Linked DNA regions of Canis lupus: region 1 is linked to region 2. A link is a contact called in public Hi-C data. All regions are on one chromosome and are shown on one strand. The core of a region is the stretch at or near the end of the contact, and the rest is flanking DNA. Distances in the headings are between cores, read along the strand shown.

Region 1 (3,655 bases), core at 79-2,578, 260 kb after region 2:
ATTCCCACTTAGGTTCCAAAGAAGAATTGTTTGCAGAGCCTACCTGTAAAGCAAGGGGAGTTTTTAGCAACCATCATTCATCCTTTCCTGCATACACTCAGTGCTCTGGGTCATCAAAGATTTGAGGAAGAGACAAGAGACAAGAGACAAGAGACAACCTGTGTATGTGGGTCCAGATCTGGGGCTGAACGGGTTGCCCATCAGTGACAGAAGAGAGAGGGAGAGGAAGGCAGGAGCTTTGTTTTATGGCTACCTGCAAGATTCCACACCCTTCTGGAGCCAAGGAGTGTTAACTCTACCTCCTCCCGACACACACACCAGTTATTGTGCCCAATGAAAGGAAGGATGTGGAAGGTGGGGGGGAAAGCCGGAAAGAACACAGAAGTTAGACACAGTTTTCATGAATGAAGGAAGATAGGACTTAGGATGACAAAATGAAGGTGGAAGTAGCAGAAACAAAACTTTGTTCACTCTCTTCTCCCTGTCCCCATCTCACACACACACACACACACACACAGAGAGAGAGAGAGAGAGAGAGCGCATTGGCTGTAGTTGTTACCTCTGTGGCGCTGGAGAAGAGAGGCTCCCCATCCAGGGGAGCCTCCTCGTTGAGGCTCCCACTCTGTCAGGAAGGCCAGTGTGATCCTAGGGGAAGTCCTTTTACCTCTCTGGGTCTTGGATTCCACCTCTCTAATGAGGCTTTATTAATGTCTCTGAGGTTGAGTAACAGGGTCATAGGAGTTTGACCAGGGCCAGCGTGGAGAGTCAGAGCTCCAGGTTTGAGTCTCAACGTGAGCAACTATGTGATCTCAGGTGAGTCTCTGAGCTCAATGTCTGCATCTGTGAAATGGGGATAAGAATATTGACCTTATATATGTGCTAGTGGGGAAGATTCCTTGAGATAACACACAGGAAAAACACTTTATAAACTGCCACAGTTTGTCCAAGATCCACTGTGGTTATATCAGGCTCTCTTCTCCACCCTTGCCACCCCAATCTCAAATTCCGGTTCAGCAGCACTGTGTCAGGGGGGTACAGGCAGTCAGAGCAGATTGCCAGGAGCTGAAGCTTGGCCCTAGATCATGCCCGTCGCAATCGCTGCCAGGAGGCTGAGTGGAGCAGAGGGGTGGAGAGAGGGGCACAGCTCATCTGCGGTTGCTATGGTGCCCCATCCTGGATTTGCCCATCTCTCCTAATGGAGCAAAGGGCAGAGGGAGGGAGAGAACGACTGGTCTCTTTCTCTCCCCTCCCATTTCTCTCTCCGTGGAGCCCGATGTGTGATGGGGAGTGGGGGGAGGGAGCCTCGATGCTGGATGAGAGGAGGAGGGAAGAGGGGTGGTGCCAGGATTAAGAGGGTTTGCAATGGGGGGTCACACTGACAGAGGAGGGGCAAAGCCCTCATGCCTACATCTAGAAGCCAGCTGATGACGTTAGAGAGCAGGAAAAACAGGCAAGACAGCGCAGTGTGAGAGAGAGGGGGAGAGAGGAAGAGAGAAAGCCAGGATAGGAGGCGTGGAGCCAGCCAGCCTCTGCCTGGGCTCTCCTGAGCCACCAGATTCCCCAGGCAGCCTGGACCACAAGGTACCCGAGAACTGCCTTGAGGATGGGCACCAGGGTAGTGGTCTCACCCCACCCTGTGTGGGGGCTGCTGGGCTGCTGTTTCCTCTGCAGCTGGGCTCTGGGGGGTCCGCGGCCCTCCCGCTCTCTGCCACCTCTGTCCTCCCAAGTCAGACTGGGGTCTGTGCCCATGTGGGTGCCCCCAGAGAGGGCTGAGGCAGCCCTGGCTTTTCTCTACTCTGGTGATGCCCAACAGCTGTTGGGGGCTAATTGCAGTGAGCGCTACGAAGCCCATGGCGCAGGAGCCAGACCAGGGCTCCCCCCAGTCCTATGGAGGGCAGCAGGCACCCTCGTCCAGGCTGCTAATTTCCTCAACATGCTGCTACAAGCCAACGACATCCGTGAGTCCAGTGTGGAGGAGGATGTGGAGTGGTACCAGGCACTGGTCCGCAGTGTGGCCGAGGGGGACCCAAGGGCATACCGGGCTTTTCTGACCTTTGACCCTCCACCAGGGGCCAGCCACCTGCAGCTGGCCCTGCAGGCCACCCGGATGGGGGAGGAGACCATCCTTCAAGACTTGTCTGGGAGCAGAGTACAGAAGGAGAGCCCTACCCGGGCCCCGGACACCTCTTCCCTACAGAAGCGAGTGCTGACCAATGACCTAGGGAGCCTCGGCAGCCCCAAGTGGCCACAGGGGGATGGCTATGTGGGGGACATGCAGCATGTGAAGCTATCTCCTCCCTTTCTGGAATGCCAGGAGGGTCAGCTCCGTCCTGGCTGGCTTATCACACTTTCTGCCACCTTCTATGGACTCAAGCCAGACCTCAGCCCAGAGGTCAGGTAAGTAGGTTTGTGCAGTATTTGACGCATTTGTGGGTATGTGAGGGTGGGGGCCTCAAGTCCAGCCAGCTGTGAGTGGGCCATTTGGCACACGCATATGTATCTGGGGGGCACAGATGTGTCTATTTGCATTCAGCTGTGTATATTTGCAGTTGACTCTGGGAATCCGTAACTGTCTGTTAACACATACAGGTGTGAGTGTACATAGTGTTATGAATCAATCCACTTATCCATAGGTATACACATAGGCGTGTGTACAGCTGGGCATAGGTCTTGGCCCCCAGATTATAGAAGGCAGGAGAGGGTATGGTGTGGATGACAGTGATAGGCCATGTGTGAGCTGTCTTGGGGGAGCCAGGTGGGCACTCCAGGAGTCAAACCTGCTGCTCTCTAGCAATCTAGAGCTACAAAAGGAGGTTTCTCCAAGGGAAGAAAAGTTCTTCAGGAGGAAGCTTGGAACCATTGCCCTTTCTGTTTAGGAGTTGGCCAGGTCCCCAGGGTCACTCCCAATGGCTATATTCTTACATGAAGTAGGTTCCAGTCCTGCCTGTCCTGCCTGGTACCCTTCAAATAACTGAGTTCCTCCTGCAACCGGAATAAAGAGGTGATTGGGAGCCCTGGTGGGAAAGAGGAAGCAAATGGGCACAGAATTGCAAGGCGTGCAACAATCCACATTGTTTTTCCAGCTATGTGTCCCTATTCATTGCTCTCAGCAGGCTCTCCCTCCTGCCAGCCAGCAGCCTGGCTCCTATCCAGCTCTACCCACTCAGCCCAGAGCAGGGGTTGGGAGCACTTAGGCCAGGCAGCTCCATTCCATAGTTCCTTTGCTGTGATCAATTCTGATCTGGTTTGGCCAGAGTGAGGGGGTGGTTAATAGCTGAGCTCTGTGTGTGTGTGTGTCTATACATGCAGTGGAGAAGTGTGGAAATCTCCTTTGGACAGATCATCAGAGCCCCAGCTCCCCACATGTCTTGACATGCTCCCTCCCTTTACCCATTGATAGAAACCAGGAAATGCTAGGATGTTGAAAAGCTGAGGGATTTGGGGGAACAACCTCCAGGGAAGAAGATTTGCCCACAGAAACAGGATGAAAAGCACTGGAGAAATGGAAAGCAGGTGTGCCCTCTGTCCTGACACACTGTAATCACTAGGCTAAAGCTTGTGAAGCTTGCATTGCTCCCTAGTCTGGGGCCCAGAGACACATATCCACCTTGGCATCCTTCACTGTACCCCTAACTGCCAATTCACTGCCCTAGGG
Region 2 (3,480 bases), core at 526-3,025:
CGGAGACTCAGAGTGTGTAAGTGACCTGCCCAGGGTTGCACAGCAGGCACCCCCAGCCTACGCCCTCTGAAAATGGAGGCTTGATGACTTCAGGTCCTTTCAGCTAGAGTTACTCACACCAACCCCTGCTGTTTGTAAAGTGCTTCCATGCCCACAACCCAGCATTCCCATCTGGGCTGTATTCTGGGGGTGCCTGATTCAAGGAAGGAGAAGTGGAGGTGGAAGGAATTCCTTCTCCAGGGAAGGACTCCCAACAGTAATGATCCCAACTAAAGCCCCTAAACTCAGATCTGAAGGACCGAAGGCTTTTGGAGTGAGAGAAGGAGGAGGCCGTTGATCTGCATGGTTAGGTAAGATTCATTCATTTATTCATACTGAAGAACTTCCTGAGCATTTTCTCCTTATGTCAACACTACACTAGGCACAGGAATGCAAATATGAGTGAGACTATAGGGGAGGATCAAAGGAGTTTCCTAGTCCAGGTTCCTGTAGGTGGGGCCCAAACTCCCTCCCCAGGATCTCAGCAGCGGAGGCTGAAGGAGTACAGTGGGAGGTTGAAGCAGATGCCTTCCGCCCCATAAGCAAAAGAAATCTGTCACTGCTGTCTCAGGGTAAGAGTTTTCAGCATTGTCCCCCAGAAGAGACAGCTGTGAAGATCATCATCCTTCCAGAATTTTCCTCCTGTGTGTGTATGGGGGGAGGGGTTGCAGAAAGTGGGGAGGGGAGCCAAGGCTTTTGGAGCACTCAGGAATCCTGGAGTGCAGACCTGGCAAGATCCCAGGATATCCCCTAGGACAACTGCCCTGAAGGCTTCTACCGAAGATTCTAGGGGGTTTTTGGAGCAATAGAACATCATACCCTCCGGTTCCTCAAACCCTGGCTTCACCTCAGGGCCTTTATCTGTGGCCTCTGCAGAAGGAACCCCTTCCTCCCAAATGTTATTTGATGATGACAGAAAAATGATTCTTCTGTTGTCACTGCCAGGAGCCCCAGGACGCAAGCTGCATCATTTGCCCCTTTACAGAAACCCAGTCTTACCCTGGCTCCAGAAGGAGATATTCTCTCTGTGACACTCTCCCCAACTTCCATATTCCTACTCCAAGCTATCATACCAATTTCTTTATATCTCTGGGGATGGGAAGCAGCCATATTCCAGTAACCTGATTTTTATCAAGAGAGAAACACTTCAGGGATTCATTCATTCACTGCAAATATTTATTGAGCACCTATTAAGTCTGGGCACTGTTTAAGGCAGTAGGGATGCAGTAGTGATTAAGATGAAGTTCTTGTCAGCTCATTTCCAGACTAATGAGAAACAGACAATAAAAATAAATATGTTCAGACTTTCGTATAATAGTAAGCTATACAGAAACTAAAGAAAGTTAAGGGGGATAGTACATGTTGGGGAGAGGTGGTCCTTCATCATTAGGATTTATTTGGGAGGGGAGATAATTCACTTTTTTTTTTTTTTTTTTTGCTTCACTCTCCTTGGAGACAAGAGGGTCTAGGTGTCCCCTACTCTGGACTCCTCGGCCCATTTTGGCAGCTCAGCTTCAGAGGGCAGCGTCTTGGTATTTGAAGGGGCCGGAAAACCAGCCCCTGGTAATTTGGTCAAGGGGCCATTAGAAACTGCATTAGAGAAACGCAAACAAGCCTATTTATCATCTTTCCTGGGTGAAATAATACTCACCGCCCCCCCCCATTGATTTTTTTTTCCTTTGTTCATCTTGCACACACTGAATGCCTAACTCCTTTTTCAACATTTTTCTTTCTTTTTTCTTTTTTTTTTAGCTCAGTGTGTGCCAGGCGCTGTTCTCGGGCTCCGGAACAGAGAGGAAGGAGACATTCTCTGCCCGCGGGAGTCCCTGCCTTGGCAAAGCTTGTAAACAACCATCGCCTCACTTCAGTTTTTCACCCAACTCAGTGTTCGCGATCCATCTATGTTGATTCATGCAGCCCGCAAGAGGGTAGATGTGAACATTCCCATTTTACAGATGCGAAAACCGTGGCTGCTAAGCGAAAAGCGACGCGTTCCGCGACGACTAGAGGGCGGGACGCCACCGGGCCACGTGCAGCGGCGCGTCTCGCCCCTCGCGATCCCACCCGCACACGCTCCCTCTCCTCCTCCCTCCCAGCCGCCGCCGCGCCGGGTCCACGTGTGTGTGTCTGTGTGCGGAATGGGGACGGGGGCGGTGCCGCCGGAGGGGTGGGGTCCAGGCCAACGTCACAGGCAGCGGCGCCCAATCAGCGGCGGGCTCGCGGCCCCGGCGCTGGTATTGGGGCAGCGAGGGGGCAGTTCTCTATAACGCGGTCTCCGGGAGCCAGCGGGGAAGAAAGAAGCCGAGCGGGCGGAAGGCGCCCTCCCCGCCGCCTGGGCCCGGGCACCGGGTGCCGGGCCCGGGGTCCTTCCCGCCTCCCGCGGCCGCCGGCCGCTTTGTTTCCCCGGCCTCTGCGCCCTGGTCTACTCGAGAGGGGCTCCCGCCGGGGCTGCGCAGGGAACGCGGCGGCAGGAAGGGCGGCCGACCGCGCCGGGACTCGCAGGGACCCAGGAGTCCGGCCGCCGGGAGGGCCGCGTGACGAGATCGAGGAGGGAGCCAGAGCTCCGCGGCCCGGGGTTGCGGGCCGGGGGCGCCCGTGAGCAGAGACCTCCCCGTCGAGGGGGGGCGATGTTCCCCTCGCCCGTGGGCTCTTCGGGCAGCCCGGGCACACCGCCGCTGGGACCAGGGCCCCCGCAGTGGGCACCCCCCCGGGCGGTTCCATGGAAACTCTGTGCCCCGCTCCCCGCCTCGCAGTGCCGGCGTCCCCGCGAGGGTCGCCCTGCTCCCCGACACCCCGGAAGCCGCGTCGGGGGACCCAGGAGTTCTCTCCGCTGTGCCTGCGTGCCCTTGCCTTCTGCGCCCTTGCCAAACCTCGGGCGTCCTCTCTGGACCTGGGGCCTGGGGAGCTGGCGCCGCGGGGCCCGGTGCTGCTGGGCCCTCGCGCCCCCCTGTGCACCGGCGGCTGGGCCCCGGATGGCCTGAAGCACCTCGCGGGACCCGCCGGGCGGTCCAGCGACCCGGACTCCCCGGCCGGTCAGGATGCCGACGCCGCAGTGTGCCGGGGCCGCGGCGAGGAGGAAGAGGGCGGAGGCGGTTTCCCGCACTTGGGCTCTCGCTCCGGCGGACCTCCCGGCCGCTGCCCGGCGCCCCGGCGCCCTCGGGAATCTCCGACCAGCTCCGCCTCCGCTCCGCCTCGGCCAGCCTCGGGTCTCGACTCCCAGCCCGGCCCCGCCGCCAGCCCCCATCAGGAGCCCGGTTCCCCGCCTCCGCCGCCACCTGCGGGCCTCGCCCCCGAGCCCGCGGGTCCCGGGGCCGCGCCGGAGCCGCCCGCGCCGGGCCAGACGGCCGCAGTCGATGGAAACGCCCCGCAGGCCGCCCCGGAGGCACCGGCCGCCAGCCCCCCGACGGCCGGCGGAGCCCCGGCCGCGCCCGGCGATCTGCG

What was found. Hi-C and Micro-C count contacts between places; a contact is called where the count stands out from the background.
Region 1: a contact with region 2 is called in a Hi-C map of skin fibroblasts, with 2.1 times the contacts expected there. The contact joins the promoter of GPR179 here to the promoter of EPOP in region 2. A contact is called at or near these places in 2 of 9 Hi-C or Micro-C datasets (amygdala and skin fibroblasts).

Annotation. Positions count from the first base shown.
Region 1 is chr9:23,759,383-23,763,037 of UU_Cfam_GSD_1.0, forward strand. GPR179 (probable G-protein coupled receptor 179) reads left to right here and starts at 1,329. Exons shown (of 12, transcript XM_038547510.1): 1 at 1,329-2,397; 2 at 3,654-3,655. The coding sequence starts at 1,604.
Region 2 is chr9:23,501,170-23,504,649 of UU_Cfam_GSD_1.0, forward strand. It overlaps EPOP (elongin BC and Polycomb repressive complex 2-associated protein), which reads left to right and starts at 1,776. Exons shown (of 1, transcript XM_038547485.1): 1 at 1,776-3,480. The coding sequence starts at 2,759.